Linked DNA regions of Zea mays: region 1 is linked to region 2. Evidence: chromatin contacts called from public Hi-C data. All regions are on one chromosome and are shown on one strand. The core of a region is the stretch at or near the end of the contact, and the rest is flanking DNA. Distances in the headings are between cores, read along the strand shown. Region 1 holds the start of LOC100277616. Region 2 holds the start of LOC100384216.

Region 1 (2,700 bases), core at 4-2,503, 150 kb before region 2:
TGTTGGTCGACGTAAACAGTAAAACTACAGCTTCGATGCATGGTGTAGTCACGTGATCCTTGCTCGATCAGCAGGCCGGCATGCATGTTCAATTCACACCCACACGACGATGCTTGTATGAGAGGAAGAAGAAAGGGGTGTGGGGGCCCCGGCCGGTTCGGTGCTGAATTAATCGTCAGCATTTTACAGCTAGCGGAAGAAGAAGTCAGAAGTGGGATTTGGTCATGTGATTCATTCGTTCACATAGCTAGAGAGAGATAACAACAGGAGAAACCGAGCAACGTTTCGTCCCGATACAATGTTTCGTTCCCATTTCGCGCGGCCTGCTTATCGTGTATTGCGCCCTGCTACACTACAGCTAATAACTCCCAAGGTCCGGCTTGACTTTCTGTACCTGTACGTTGTTATATACGTGCATATAAACCGGTCGGCAGTACAGGGCCGGGCCGGCTGGGCAAGAGGGAAAACGGAAGCCTCGTTCGGTACTCTCGCGTTATAATCCGGCGCCGGACCATGCATGATGCAACACCTCTGTTCACGTACGGTTCAGCATACTGTAGACTGTTGAAAGGTCTCGTCTAGTCTAGTGTCTACGGTCTGCATGTCCAGCCGGCGCGGCCACATGTATGACACGCACGTACGCGCGCACCTCACCGGAGTTAAACCTCCGACGTAGTAAAAAAAAACCAGAGTAGCATCACAGCAGCAGTAAGGCTAACAAGATCACTCAGCAATGCGGCACCTAACATGCCAAATTTGATGACCCCTCATACATTTTACTCCTCATGTAACATGTTAGATGTTGTTAATTACTCAACTTAATACATGCCAGTTATGAAAAAAAAAACAAAACCTGGGACGTGACTGGTGTCGACACGGGAGGAACGATCGAATTTATCACACGGTGGTACGCAGCACAGCAGCAGTAACCTCCGGATGAAATGCTAGCGCGTGAGCCGGCTGCTCCCTGCACTGCAAGAGCAGCGAGGAGACAGGGGTACCAGCGCAGAGCGCACGGTCTATCCCGCGGGGGGTAACGCCACCGGGGGCCGGTGACCGTGAATGTCTGCGTGGGCTCACCCGCAGAGAGATCGCCATCACCCAATCCAGACCCCACGTCCCCACCCGCACGCCCAACGGGCGCCACACCCCGTTTCGTTTCCACCTCCCTGTCGCCACGTCGGCGCCTCCCTCCGCCCCGCCCCCGCCCCGCCGCTATATCTTCACGCCGGTCGCTCCACTCTTCCTCCCCAGCTTTCCACCACCCTTTCGCCACACCGCGCTCGACACTACACAGCGCGCACGCTCGGCTTCGCTAGCCGCCACCACCACCAAGCGACCTCTTCTCCAGCTCTCCTGTTCCATGCACCACCGCTCGCTCCTTGTCTCCTAGCTAGACAGGGGCTTGCATTGAGGCTGTCCTTGTGTTGCATCAGGACGCCAGGCTTCTTTCTGCGGTGTCGGTTCGTCTGCTGTGATGGAGAGGTGGGGGGACAAGGACAGGGGGGCGGCGGTTCCGGCGCCGGGGAGGTTGAGGCGGTACGCCGACCAGCCGTCCTTCTCGTCCTCGCTCCTCGACGCCATATACAAGTCCATGGACGAGCCCGGCGACGGGGCAACATCCGCCGCCGCCGCGGGAGCGACCAAGATGCAGAGCCACCAGGACCTGCACTACAGCTACTACTACAAGACGTCGCTGGCGGGGAGCTACCGCGGCAGCAGGGCTGCGGCGGCGGCGCACGCCGCCACCACCACGTCGAGCTCCTCCGAATGCTCGAGCTACGGTGGGTTCTCGTCGTCGGAGGCGGAGTCGTCGCAGCACCGGCGGCTGCGGCCCATACGCACGAGCGTGGGCGCGGCCGCGTCGCCCGCGCCCGCGCCGGAGAAGAAGAAGAAGGCCGGCGCCAACATCCGCGCCAAGCTGAGGGACCTCCGCAAGCCGGCGTCCCCCGGCGCGCGGCTGGCGGGGTTCCTGAACACCATCTTCAGCGGCAGGCGCGCGCCGGCGACGCCGCCGTCGCGGGGCGCGGAGTCCTCCGCGTGCTCCACGGCGTCCTCGTACTCGCGCTCCTGCCTCAGCAAGACGCCGTCCACGCGGGGCCAGCCGAAGCGGACCGTGCGGTTCCTGGACAGCGACGACGGCGAGGCGGCGGCGGCGGCGCCCGGCGGCGAGCGGCGGAGGGTGCAGGTCGGGGTGGCGGAGCTGGAGCGGATGCTGCTCCACCGGATGGAGATGGACAGCGACGAGGACGACGAGGACGAGGAGGGCAGCGACGCCAGCTCCGACCTGTTCGACCTCGAGAACTTCGCGGCCGGTGCCCCCGACGCCGCGGCGGCGTACAGGGACGAGCTGCCGGTGTACGAGACGACGAGGGTGGTGCTGGGACACCGCGCCATTGGCCACGGGAGGAGTGCCAGGGTGGTGTGATCTTGCTGCCTGCCGGGATTCATCCCGGTTCCGGAGCGCCAGGGTAACTGTAAAATGGTGGAGTAACTGTAAGATACAAGTGTTGGGGGCAACAAGTGTTTGCTACTCGTACTCGCATCGTGAGATCTCTGGGAGGATATTTCTTGGATCCTTTTCGTGTCCTTGTGTGTGTGTGTGGTTAGTTCTAATTTGAATGGAGTAACTCGCTATGCTCTTTTGCCCTCTTTCTTTCTTTCTTTCTTTTATTTCTCTCGTCTCTGTTTTCCTTCACT
Region 2 (2,700 bases), core at 28-2,527:
CCTTGAGCAGCCCGCGCACGGTGCTGGCCAGCGTGGGCCGCGCCGCCGCGTCGGCCTCCATCACCTGCAGCCGCGTCTTCACGGTGTCCAGCGGCATCGTCACCAGCGCCGCGGTGCCCCCGGCCAGGGCCGCGCTCGCGCCCTGCACGGCCATCAGGCAGGCGCAGCTCTCGGAGCGCTCGGTCCCCACGGCGCGCCACAGGCACCGCTGCGCCACGGCGTAGGTGGACCACCACACCGCGTTCGACGGCGCGTAGGTGAGGATGGACAGGCCAAACCCGCGGTACAGGCCGCGGACGCCGTCCGCGAGGAGGATCTTCCGGAAGGCGTCCGCGCCGCCGCGGTAGCGGCAGGCGTCCGGGGTCTGGACCATGAGCCGCTGGCTGATGACGTCCACGGGGGTCCACACCACCTGCGCCGCGACGGCCGCGGACACGCCGGCCGCGGCGGAGGCGGCGGCCGACGCCGCGGGCTCCGAGACGCCCAGCCGGACGGCGGCCGACCCGACGGAGCTCTTGGTGGCCTCCAGCGCCGCCATGTAGAGCGCGCGCGCGGGCACCGTGCCGGCCAGCGACGCGCCGAACCCGCGGTAGAACCCCCGGAGGCCGTCCCGCCGGAGGATGGCGGCAGCCGTCGCCGTGGCCGCCTGCGGCGGCGGCGCCACCTGCAGGTGCGTCTTGACCACCACGGCCGGGTACAGCGCCGCAGACACGCCCGAGAAGAGCGCAGCGCCGAGGACGAAGAACCGCGACTTGTCCAGCATCTCCCAGTTCACCTCGGCCGGCAGCCGCCGGATCTCCTCCACCGCTGCGGCCGCCGCCGCGGCGCCGCTCTCCTCCTCCATGTCCACGGCACCGAAGCTCATCGTCTCCTCCAGTATTGCTTCCTTCCGATTAAGCTCCTATACTTACTAGCAGACACCAGCAAAACCCGATCGAACCTCACGAGGCAGCAACTCAAGCAAGCACCAGATGCACCACCATCTCGGCCCTGCAGAACCTACTCCGTCCACCGACAGAAGCTCGTCCTCCTTCCGACTCCCTGCGAGCAGAAATCCCAACCGAGGGCACAAAAGCGCAGCGCTCCGGGTCCTCGAAACGGGAAAAGGGTGACGAGTGTGAAGCAAGGCGGAGTGTGCGATTCTTCTGGATCTCGAGGGGGTAAGTGAAATATTTATACGGGAGGTTGGTGGCGTGGCCACACACCCGCACTGTACTGCCTTAGGGCTTGTTCGGTTATTTTCAATCCATATGGATTGGAGGGGATTGATACGGATTGGGAGAGATTTTGATTTACTAGGGATTGAAACCCCCTCAATCCCCCTCAATCCATATGGATTAGGGTAGAACCGAACAAGCCCTTATCGGGAGCGAGATGCCCGGGCGTGGACCGGCACGTGGCGGCTGAGGTGCTTGTCGGGACATTGGGCTTATCGGTTCCTGTTGCGCGGGGGGCCGGATCGACCGGACACCGCCGGTGGGAACGGTGGGCGTCGCCCATTGGCTGGATCTAGCGGGATGGAGGACGCTTTTTTAATGCGCGGGTTGGAGTGTTGCGCACACAGAGACACACGGACCTCGCCCACAATAAAACGAAATCAATGCTGAGGAAATGGGTCGCCGACACGCCGGCCCAAACATTTCCGTGTGCTATCATCATCCGCGCCTAGTCCGATTTTTTTACTCACTCCGCTCCAAAATATAAATCAATCCAAAAAATTTTGAGAGTTAAAGTTTTTAAAAGTTAACCAAATTTATATAATGAAATAATAACATTTATGATATTAAATGTTTATTATTATATTCTCCATTAAGACCCTGTTTGGCACAGCTACAGCTTGTTGAAAAAGCAGCTTATCTGATAAGCTGGTGAAAAGCAACTTCTGTTTGTTGGCTGCTTTTAGTGTATTCTGTGAAGCAGCTAAACTGATAAGCTATTGCAGAAGCTACCTGTTTGGCAGAACTTCTGCTTAAATTTATGAAAAAGCTAAAAATAAGTTGTGTCAAACAGGACCTATATATGTTTTCATACTATATTTATTTTGTGTTATAAATCTTTAAAATTCTTGCTGTACTTTCATTTAAACTTTAAAAACTTTAACTTTCCAAAAATCTTAAAATAACTTATATTTTGGTATGGAGGTAGTACTTATTAGAGCAGCTAGATTACGTGCATAGTTACAAGCGCACAAATTCTTGAGTCCACAAGCTTACTAATGTTGATCCATGAAAAACGACTTAGGGTGCGTTTGGTTACGGGACATCAAGGACAGGGACGTCCCCTGGCGTCCTCTCTCGTCCCTCTAATTTTGAGAGATAACTAAGACAACTGGGAACAACACTGAAATAGTCATGTCTCAATTCTTGAGCTAAACCAAACAACTTTATTCGAGGGATCGTTTCATCCCGTCCCATCCTATCATTGCAACCAAACGCACTCTTAAATACTGGTTGTGGTTGGGTCAGCACTCAGCAGCTTTTGTTCCGATCTGGGTGCGTGCGGTGCAGGTGCAGGCGTGAGAGGGACGCGATGCGGTTTGTTGGGCGCCCGTAGAGTTGGAGGATCCATGGGCTACACCGCAGATCTGGTGGGCGGGACGGCGCGGGCCCAACATGGCCGGCCGTTGGATTCTCGAGGGGCCACGCGCGCCGAGGCCGGCCGGCGGCCGTCCAGCCCTTGGGCAGTTTAGTTGCCAAATGG

What was found. Hi-C and Micro-C count contacts between places; a contact is called where the count stands out from the background.
Region 1: a Hi-C map of tassel shows a contact between it and region 2, with 2.2 times the contacts expected there. The contact joins the promoter of LOC100277616 here to the promoter of LOC100384216 in region 2. A contact is called at or near these places in 4 of 25 Hi-C or Micro-C datasets (bundle sheath, ear, endosperm and 1 more).

The regions. Positions count from the first base shown.
Region 1 is chr1:16,179,058-16,181,757 of Zm-B73-REFERENCE-NAM-5.0, reverse strand. LOC100277616 reads left to right here and starts at 1,253. Exons shown (of 1, transcript NM_001374018.1): 1 at 1,253-2,642. The coding sequence starts at 1,478. The coding sequence ends at 2,428.
Region 2 is chr1:16,033,549-16,036,248 of Zm-B73-REFERENCE-NAM-5.0, reverse strand. It overlaps LOC100384216, which reads right to left and starts at 1,277. Exons shown (of 1, transcript XM_020545207.3): 1 at 1-1,277. The coding sequence starts at 865.